Linked DNA regions of Sus scrofa: region 2 is linked to region 1. The links are chromatin contacts, called in public targeted proximity ligation maps. All regions are on one chromosome and are shown on one strand. The core of a region is the stretch at or near the end of the contact, and the rest is flanking DNA. Distances in the headings are between cores, read along the strand shown.

Region 1 (5,442 bases), core at 1,024-3,523:
GAGCCACAAGAGGAACTTGTGAGGACAGTTTTATGAGTGAGGAGCCTGATGCACTAGGTAATGTCTAAGGCTGGATCCATCAGTAGATGCAGAACCAGGAAAGGCCAGGCCACCCGGCTCAGTCATTACCACGTACTGATGAGGCCAAATGCCACCCACCCTTAGGCCTGATTAACATTCCACATTCTCTCCAGTGGGATGTACCCCTTTACCTATTGCTTGATAAGCCAGCTACCCTTTGCAATTCTTTTTGTTTGTTTGTTTGCTTTTTAGGGCTGCACCGGAGGTATATGGAAGTTCCCAGACTAGGGGTCCCATCGGAGCTACAACTGCCGGCCTACACCACAGCCACAGCAACGCCGGATCCTTAACCCGCTGAGCAAGGCTAGGGATCAAGCCCAAGTCCTCATCCTCATGGGTCCTAGTCGGATTCGTTTCTGCTGCGCCACAATGGGAATGACCCTCTTTGCAATTCTCACTGGAGAGAAGAAACAGAATTCTGTTAAAGGACCTGAAGGAGGAACCTTATTAGATTTACCATGGGCAGCAGCACTCCCCCTCCCCCTATGGCTACCCCAAGGAGCCAGGGCTCCTGATGGGAATGTGTCTCAACCCTTAGCAGACGACCAGGTCAGCAGCCCCTTGACTGGGTTGAGCACATGCTGAAAAGGGAGAATGAAAACAGAGCATGGCAGGCCTTGAATGTCAAGCTAAAGACTTTGGGTTCTGTTAGACAGATTCTTGGTGTCAAAGTAACAGTGCATTTGAAGATAAGTCAGGAAAGATGCCCATACGAGAGTATCACTACAAAGGAGTAATATCAGGCAGCCCCACTGGAGAAGGATGGTCCTTAGAGCGCTGTTCATCAAGGGCTGGTGCTGAAGGTACCATCCCTTTATCCCCTTAGTCCTGCTCATCCTTAGGCCTTTCCTGATGGCCCAGAGCAGGGTCCTATGTTAGTTAAAGAATCTCAGATCACCTCCTTTAAATGCCCTGTGCACTAACTCTTTCACCAACTGGTCTCAGAGGCCAAGACTGAGTCTGTCCTGTTCTGCAGTCTTCCAGAACTGCCCAGGGCAGGCCCTCCGGAAGATGTGGGTGATGGATGAATGAATGAATCAATGAACAGGGGAAGAACCACGTGATTCAGGGCATACCTATGGATCACCAGCAAAGAAATCTCGATTCTAACACTTAGCAGAAATGCAGGTCAGGAGAAAGATCTGACTTGGGAGGGAGACTGAGTGCTGTATGTGACAGACACTTGATGTTGTGGGCCTGGGTAAGATGGGGTGGGGGGGTTAGGACCTCTCCTGAAGCCAGTGCCCTGGGGGACAAAGGCAGAGGGTAACCAGGTGGCTCGGAAGAAGCAATCACTAAGGGGTCAGGGTGGTTGGCACTGCTGACTCCTTGGGAGAAACCTTCCCTCATCTCAGCTATCTGCAGGCAGTGGCTTTTAAAAACCTAGCAATCTACTGACAAAAATCTCCGGAATGCGGACTGTCCAGGCTGGAAGTCACCAGGAGAATTGCTCGTCATGCCTGGGGGAGGCAGGTTCAAAAGAAGAAAGAATGTGAGAAGAAAGCCAAAGAAGTGGATGAATCAGAAAGGGGGAGAGAAAATTCGGAGAGCGCGTGGGGAGTGCCCTCTGCGGGCTTGCTACTAGGGGAGTGTGGGATTTGGGGAGGGTCAAGGTCACAGAAGCCGGGCGGACGTTCTGGAGCCCAGACCCAGCCACAGTCCCTGGCATGCACGCCGCGACTCCCGGCTATGCCTCCCACGTCTCTGGTAAATCAACACTGCTTGGTCCGTGGCCGCCGTATTCAGAATGTTTGCGCATCCGTTCCCCTCGCCCTCCACCCCCGCCCTGTTCGCGGGAGCTCCCCCAGCCCGCGCCGGGCCTGACACTTCGACTACGCGTAGCCGGGCCCGCTGGATGAACGAACCAACGGATGAGAGAAAGAACGCGGAGGCCCCCGGCTCGGCGCGCCGCCCTCCGCGAGCGGGTGCTCCAGCTCTGGCCGCAGCCCGCCCCGCGGTCTCCCGCCCCGGCGAGAGCAGCCCGGCCCCCGCCCGCGCTCACCCCGCGGCTCCCGCGGAGCAGAGGCGCTGCCGCGGCCGGGCTCCAAGCAGCCATGCCCGGCCGACGCGGCCCGCCGCCCGAGGTCGCCGAGTCTCCCAAAAGGCGCGGAACCCGGAACCCGAGCCACCTCCGCCGTGGGCGAGGCCGCCCCCTGCCGTCTGGAGGCCGGGAGCCGCCCCGCACGCCCGGGGCCCCGCCCTCCGCCTTCTCTCGCGAGCAGCCTCCGCTGCCCAGGCTGGGGACAGAGCCAGTACCCGGGGCTCCATGCAGCCTTCGGACTTCCCCTCGTCCCAAGGACCCTGGTGCCCTAAGTGGACCGCCGCTGTGCCCACTCACCACCCCACACCCTGCTGTTAAACGGAGGGTCTTGGGGGTTCCCGTCGTGGCTCAGCGGTTAACGAATCCAACTAGGAACCATGAGGTTGCGGGTTTGATCCCTGGCCTTGCTCAGTGGGTTAAGGATCCGGCGTTGCCGTGAGCTGTGGTGTAGGTCGCAGATGCGGCTGGGATCCCGCATTGCTGTGGCTCAGGTGTAGGCTGGCAGATTAGACCCCTAGCCTGGGAACCTCCATATTCCACAGGAGCGACCCTAGAAAAGACAGAAAGACAAACAAAAACACAAAACAAAACAGAGGGTCTTGGGTTTCTCCCTCCAGGAAGGAACCAGGGAAGGATTCTAAAGAGGGGAGTCATTGTCAGATTTGTGCTTTAGAAAGATCACTGAGGAGCGGAGACAGTAGGGGGCTGAAATTGGAGAGGAGGACAGAAGTCCCAGCTTCTGTTCCGAAGGAGAGGGGAGACCCAAGGGGAGACCTGGTAGCAGGGATGGGAGGAGTAGATTGAGACACCTGGGAGGAATGGACTGGAGTGACCGGCTGAAAGTAGCAGGGCTGAAGGTGGCAGGGATGAGGCTCAGGTTTCTGACTTGGATAGATGGAGGAGGGCTAGGCGTGGGATGATGGGGATTGACTAACTTGGTTTTGAATTTGCCTCAGTTTAAGGTGCCTGCAGGACACGGCTCAGCAGAGGTGGAGGCTTGGAGTCACAGACCTTGGCATTTTGAGAATGCAGGGGAAGCTGACACTATCAGGGACGGATTGTCAGCAAATCTGCCCCATGTCTGGAATACTTCAGACAGTTCGAAGCAGAAATTCAACCAAGCCCTTTCTCTCTCTAGCAGTATGTGCATATAGCATGTGGTCTGGTATACCGTGAAGGATGAACCAGCTCTTTTTACTCTTGCATTTTGCCTATGCAATCAGTATGTTCACTGCTGCACTTGGATGGGTTGTGTAAGCAGATAGGTAGAAGGTCCCGGAAACAGAGAACCAGGCATGGATTTTTGACATAAGCCATTTTCAGCCTGTCATTTGTGATCTAAGCCTGGCCACAAGGGTTAGATCTTGGGTCTCAGTAATTAATGATCTTAGGGAAACAGAAGTATGTGGGAACAGACGGACTCTTACCAGACAAGAGAAGTAACAACAGCAAAGATAGTAAATCAGTTGTAAAGACTCCCAGTTCTGCTTCAACAGTAGATTAGCCTGTCACACACTCTTGAGCAGTTTTGCAGAATTCAAATACCACTCCCACCCACCTCAAGCTCTCAGCCTCCAGATCAACTGAAAGCTAATGAATGATGTTGACATTTTCTGACCCTTGTGACTTCAGCTAAAACTTAGACTCTGTCAACCTCTGCCCAAATTCTAAACCAAATTCTCCTCTGCTCAAGCCCCTTCATGAATATGCATGTACGCTTAGCTTAAAACTTCCCCAGTTTTGCTGTTGGGAAGGTCCCTGATGTTCTCCCTACTTGCTGCAAGTAATAAATCCTTCTCCCCGTCTTTGACATGGTTGAGTCATTTGGCTTGACACTCACCAAGAGGCAAACCCAGTTTTGGGATAAAAGTTGGAGGAACCTACAGTTGTTTAAAGTGGTCAGCTAAAAATGTGCTCATTCAGGAGTTCCCATTGTGGCTCAGCAGATTAAGAATCCGACTAGTATCCATGAGGATGCGTGTTCGATCCCTGGCCTTGCTCAGTGGGTTAAAGGATCTGGAGTTACTGCAACCTGCAGCATAGGTTGCAGATGAGGCTTGGATCTGGTGTTGCTGTGGCTGTGGTGTAGGGCAGCAGCTGCAGCTCCAGTTCGACAGCTAGACTGGGAACTTCCATATGCTGTGGGTGTGTCCCTAAAGTGACCAAAAAAAAAAAAAAGAAAAAAGAAAATGGAGTCACTTATGTATGCTAGGCCACACTACCAAACTGGGGTTTTATATCTAACCTACCTAATTAAAGCTTCAACGTCCCCCAGAAATGTAGTCTTAACTGATCAGTCAGGCATTTTCTGGTCAGCACCAATAAGGTAATCTGTTGCATGGGCCCCTTCTGTCCCCCATATGTAGGTTAACTTTATCTGGCCTTTAAAAACATTTCTGGGAGTTCCCGTCCTGGTGCAGTGGAAACGAATCTGACTAGGAACCATGAGGTTGTGGGTTTGATCCCTGGTCTCGCTCAGTGGGTTAAGGATCTGGTGTTGCTGTGAGCTGTGGTGTAGGTCGCAGACAAGGCTCGGATCCAGTGTTGCTGTGGCTGTGGTGTAGGCTGGCAGCAACAGCCGCAATTGGACCCCTAGCCTAGGAACCTCCATATGCTTTGGGTGCAGCCCAATAAAGACACACACACACACACACACACACACACACAAAGACAAAATAAATAAATAAAAATAAAAACATTTCCCTTTCAGGAGTTCTCATTGTGGCTTAGTGGAAATGAATCTGACTAGTATCCGTGAGGATGCAGGTTTGATCCCTTCCTGGCCTTGCTCAGTGGGTTAAGCTGTGAGCTGTGGTGTAGGATGCAGATGCAGCTCAGATCTGGCCTTGCGGTGGCTGTGGCATAGGCTGGCAGCTGTAGCTCCGATTAGACCCCTAACCTGGGAACCTCCGTATGCCATAGGCACAGCCCTAAAAAGCAAAAAAAATAATAATAATAAAATAATACATTTCCCTTTCTGTAGCCCTTTGCAGCTCCCCTTTCCTGGCTAGATGGGATGCTGCCAGTAATTTGTCATTCAATAAAGCCTATTAGATCTTTAAAATTTACTCAAGTAAATTGTTTTACTCTTTTGGCCTTTGAAATTTCTCCTTTGGGTTACAATAGCCTCTTCTCACATTTTTTTGCTTGATTCCTTAAAAATAATGGTTGATGGGATTAGGGATAATTTGCTAACTTTTCATTTTTCTTCACAGATGTAACTAAAACTGCCAAAAATATTCTTTCCAAAGTAGTGGTGAACCACCGCTATGCTACTCTGACCACAGAATGAGGCAGACCCACCCCCAGCTCTAGGAGTG
Region 2 (5,442 bases), core at 1,623-4,122, 300 kb before region 1:
ACCAGACTAGCATCCATGAGGATTATATTCGACCCTTGGCCTCATTCAGTGGGTTAAGGATCCAGTGTTGCTGTGAGCTGTGGTGTAGGTCGCAGATGTGGCTTGTATCCCACATTGCTGTGGCTGTGGTGTAGGCTAGCAGCTTCAGCTCCAATTTGACCCCTAGCCTGGGAACCTCCATATGCTGCGGGTGTGGCCCTAAAAGACAAAAGACAGCAACAAAAAAGTCAGAAAGTTTCTTAGCTCATTTAACTCTAGTTGAAATTTTCAACCTTGTGAATGGCACTCTTGCCTAAAACAAATGGCTCTGAATTATTAGGAAATAAATCATATAACTCACAGCTAACTAGAAGGTAACAAAGGAAGAAAAGAAATATAGAATAAAATTGACTGCTTATGTGCAAATTTAAGCATTAATTATAAGAATACACACACATTTAAAACCTTTCCAAGAATGCATAAAAAGTCACTTTCCCAACTAGATATTTTTCTTGGTGACTGGAGATACCATTCTTCAAACAAACTGTAGGTGGAGCCCCAAACCTCAGATTCATCTTAATGTTACTGGTTTTACTGTAGCCTTCTCAAGGAACAATTTCATAAGGTAATTTCAACTCCCAACTGAAAAGGAACATAATTTCCATGCCTTTATAATATATAAAAGTAAAAGATCCCAGGACACTTGCTCTATTTCCCTTCTTGTAAACAGCTCTTTCCACATCTTTATCTTTCCAAGTAATTACTTTTCAAATTCTACTTGGGAGTTCCTGGCATAGCTCAGTGGTAATGAACCTAACTAGCATCCTTGAGGATGTGGGTTTGATCCCTGGCCTTGCTCAGTGGGTTAAGGATCATGGTGTTGCCAAGAGCTGCAGCATAGGTTGCAGACCTGGCTGGGATCTGGCATTGCTGTGGCTGTGGTGTGGGCTGGTAGCTGCAGCTCGGATTCAACCCCTAGCCTGGGTACTTCCATATGCTGCGGGTGCAGTCCTAAAAAGACACACACACACACACACACACACACACACACACACACACACACACAAATTCTATTTGTTATTTTATATTTCCAATGAGTTCACAGAAAAAAATAATTAACCATGTGAACATTTTTCTTTAGTACACATTCTACTTCTGCCTTCAGAGCACCCCCATTCATTAAGAAGTCTTTTCTTAATGAAGCTTTGAAAGACATTTGTTTTGAGAAAGAAATAGTTATAGAAGATATGCTTTTTAAATTCACGGGTAAATTTTGTTGTAACATATGATAATTTTTTAAATGATTTAACCAGTACCCAAAAAAGAACTGTAGAGGCTAAAATGTTGTTAAAGTTTATACAATGAGGAGTTCCCATCGTGGTGCAGTGGTTAACGAATCTGACTAGGAACCATGAGGTTGCAGGTTCGATCCCTGGCCTTGCTCAGTGGGTTAAGGATCTGGCGTTGCTGTGAGCTGTGGTGTGGGTCGCAGACGCGGCTCGGATCCCGCGTTGCTGTGGTTCTGGCGTAGGCCGGTGGCTACAGCTCCGATTAGACCCCCTAGCCTGGGAACCTCCATATGCCGCGGGAGCGGCCCTAGAAAAGGCAAAAAGACAAAAAAAAAAAAAAAAAAAAAAAAAGTTTACACAATGAAATTTACTTTTTTGATAAGATTTTAATTTTTTCTATTATAGTTGATTTACAATGTTCAATCAATTTCTACTGTACAGCAAAGTGACCCAGCTATACACACACGTATATACACCATCTTTTTCTCACGTTATCCTTCATCGTATTCCATCACAAGTGATTAGATATAGTTCCCTGTGCTATACAGCAGGATCTCATTGCTTATCCACTCCAAATGCAATAGTTTGCATCTACTAACCCCAAATTTCCAGTCCATCCCACTCCCTCCCCCCAAAATGAAATTTACTTTTAAAAACTTATCTTTCGCTGCCTATGGAATGTGGAAGTTCATGGGCCAGGGATCGAATCAAGCTTCTGGAGAGATAGTGATGGATCCTTAACCCAGGGCGCCAAAAGAGAAGTCTGAAATTTACTTTTAGATTCTACTAGTGGAAACCGCTAGAATGACTGCTCATCTACCGAATTACTCTTCCTCTGAAAACCTTGCCAACAGCCAAGATGGACCTTAACAGCCAAGGAGTCCACTGCGGCCTCTCTGGCCACAAAGGTTTCTCTGGACACTAAGTTTCTGAATGTGGCAATGAACAAAACTAAGGTGAAATCGAGCTGAGAATTGAGTAATTTCTAAAAATAAGTGAAGGAAAATTCACAGAGAGCAAATTTCCACACAGAGAAGACCCGAGGATATGTATTTAGCTATAAAAATAAAAGTAAAAACACAGCTCATCTCCTGATTTTCCAATGACATTCATTCAGACACACCTAGTAGAAGATATAGGGCATGGACAGGCTGATAGTGATAGGGGTCAACTTGCAATCAGTTTTAATAGAGTTTGTACAGTTTTCTCCAAAGAACTGGGACAAGGTAGCTTTCAGAATTGACATAAGCATTTAACACACCTCACAAATATGAAGGACGTGAAGGCATGGGGTAAACCTGAGTGACCAGACTCTAATTCCAAAAAATGTATGCTTTATGTAATAGATTTTATTTGATTCCATACTTTCTAAGCTTGTTTAAGATATGTTGCATTACAACTCGTGTAGCTTTTCACTCGGAGGGAATGCATCGGTCCATTTACGGTGTTCGTATTAATCTAAAAACAAAAGTTAGCTGGGTCCTTTATTTGTTTCCCACTCCTTCCGCGCTGATTTTCCTTTACCAAAATGGCCTCCCCCCAGCTCTCTTCTCATTGGTGGGTTTTTTTCCGCAGGTGACAGCTCTAACCCCGCCCCCAGACACTGCCCCGGGTCCTAAGTTCTTGGGAGTTTAACTGATAGCCCAGTTGGAGGGGGCGGGGCGGGGGCCGGATGTGACGTTTACGGAAGCTCCGAGAGTCATTCGCGGGGACAGGTGGGGAAGGGTCCCGGGAATGTGGTGGGGCTTGGGTGCTGAGCGTGGTCTGACAGTGACGCGGAGTGGCGGCCGTGAGTGTGGGACCTGCAGCCCACTCCTCCCCGCACCGCCTGCCCAGCCCTCTGCGCGCGAGTTCCCTGACGGCTCCGGTGCCCAGTCGGGCCCAGCGCGCCCCCGCCTACCTCATGGGCCCTTATGCTGTTGTCAAGAGGTCCCTCTCCGCTGTATACGCCCCCATCGCTCTTCCCGCTGCTTCCTTTTTCCTTCTCATGTTTACCCCTTGGTCCTTTACGGCACCACCTCTCTGGAGTATTGCTCAGCTCTGTAGTACTGGGCACCACCTGCTGGTCTCGGGAGTGGATTCCATTCGCGACAAAAATATCCTCTACAGAGAGACAGGGAAGAGCAACGAGCTTCCTCTGTTTCAGATAGCTTTGATGGGCTTTGCCCTGAATTTACTAATTAGACAACTGGGGGAGGTTTTAGATTTGCTAGTGGCTTTCTGAGCCCTTAAAAAGGCTCCTTACAGGAGACAGAATGCCTCTACATCCCTGGTAGTCCCCACAGCTTTTGTACTATGGGGGTGTATGAGAAGCAGCAGCTTGGTGGAGAAAGTGTCACTTAGAGATAGAATTGGCCTGGAGAAAACTATCTCTTAGGGAGGGGTTGGAGTGGAAAACAACAACAGTGTATAGACAAATGAAACTGAAATGTAAAGGTTTCTAGGCAGATATGAATCATGACTGAAGCAAAAGATCTCTGTGGGGAATGAGTAAGGTTTAAGATTCAAAGGAAAAAATGGGCCATTTGACACAGGGTCTTGAATTTCAAAACCTGTGGTAGCTTGTGTATATTCTAGAACATGCTGGTTAGGGTGTGCTGTAATTCAGTATGTAAGGTTGGAAGTTAGAATCTGATTCTAGCAGTAGCAATATCCAGAAAGATTCTAGAGGGGTTCCTTGGTGGCTCAGTGGCTTAAGGATCTGGTGTTGTCACTGTTGTGGCTTGGGTCACTGCTGTGGCACAGGTTCGTTTCCTGGCCTAGGAACTTTTGCATGCCCTGGGCCTGGCCAAAAAAAGAGAGAGAAAGATTGTAGATTACTGCAGTATGAGTCCCAGGTGGTGTTTTGTTGTGTTGTGTTTTTTTTTTTTTCTTTCAAGTTACCTTTGTGTCCTTTTGTTATTCGAAGAGCGCTTAGTCTTTGAAGATAGATTCCAATAAATTGCGTTCTAGATCAAAAATCCTTGCCCTGAAATGATGTGATGTAGATTGACTGGAAGAGTGATTCCGTGAGCAGAGTTAGGATTATAAGCATTCATTCCTATGCCATTTCCCCTAACTAACCTTCTGCTCAAGTATGAAAAAGTATAGGGAAACGTCAGTTACTCTCAGGTTAAAATGATCAACTTGAAGTCAGTTTAGGATCATGAAAATTCATTGAGTGTTCTCTGCCAGGTCAAGGGTGGATAGAAATGGGGAGCTGAGAAGAGAAATAATGGGAAAAAATGTAAGCTATTGTTCTTTTTATGGTGCTGAGGGCAAGGCCACCTAACCACAGGGAACACTTAGCAGGAAGGGCAGAATTGAACCCCTTGTAGCTCATTATGTTGTACTCTTTGTACCACCTAATTATGGTGCAGGGATTAGGAGTTTTTGAGGCTGCCAATCTTTTCATCATTGTGACATGGGCTTCCCTGAGGGTCTTGGGGAAAGAGACCTTACTTGATATAAGCCATAATGTATTCTTTTTCTTTTAATTTCCTCATAAGGTAGAGATTTGTGGGATGAGCGCACTGTGCTAGGCTATGCTGGGATGTTGAGGACTTTGGTGTTGATGCCATCTGTTTTCTCTGTTTCAGAGCTTCTTGGTCCCGATGTCTGACCATGGAGATGTGAGCCTCCCACCTGAAGACCGGGTGAGGGCTCTCTCCCAGATAGGTAGCGCAGTAGAGGTAAATGAAGACATTCCACCCCGTCGGTACTTCCGCTCTGGAATGGAGATTATCCGGATGGCATCTATTTACTCTGAGGAAGGCAACATTGAACATGCCTTCATCCTCTATAACAAGTACATCACGTAAGACACCTCCAGTTTCCTTTTTCTTTTCTGGTGACTGATGCCTCACTCATTCTGCTCTTGTGCTCATTTATTTCTGCTCAGAATTGCTAAAAGTAGAAAACGTTACAGCGTCATTATCATTAATCATTTTTGCTGGCAGCTCCTACGTATTGGCTGTCCTTGACGTTCAAAGACATAAGTACTGAAAGTGTTGTTTTCATGACTCAGTAATTTCATGAGTAAGAGACCTCGCTCTTTGGCCTGTGCCCACATGGCCCAGCTGTTAGGCAGGAGAGTTGGTGTTTCAACTACATGATTTGTATTGATGAATGTTTTTCCTGTCCTCTCTCAATCAGAGAATTATTGTTAAGCTTTAGCAGAGCCAAAATTCCTCAC

The links.
Region 2: a contact with region 1 is called in a targeted proximity ligation map of alveolar macrophages. A contact is called at or near these places in 2 of 5 promoter capture datasets (fetal liver and fetal skeletal muscle), 8 of 47 Hi-C or Micro-C datasets (embryonic fibroblasts, fetal liver, fetal skeletal muscle and 4 more) and 1 of 2 datasets of targeted methods (alveolar macrophages).

The regions. Positions count from the first base shown.
Region 1 is chr3:68,880,278-68,885,719 of Sscrofa11.1, reverse strand. BOLA3 (bolA-like protein 3) reads right to left here and starts at 2,273. Exons shown (of 4, transcript XM_003481180.4): 1 at 2,084-2,273. The coding sequence starts at 2,137.
Region 2 is chr3:69,185,686-69,191,127 of Sscrofa11.1, reverse strand. STAMBP (STAM-binding protein) reads left to right here and starts at 2,872. Exons shown (of 10, transcript XM_003125008.4): 1 at 2,872-2,983; 2 at 4,847-5,064. The coding sequence starts at 4,862.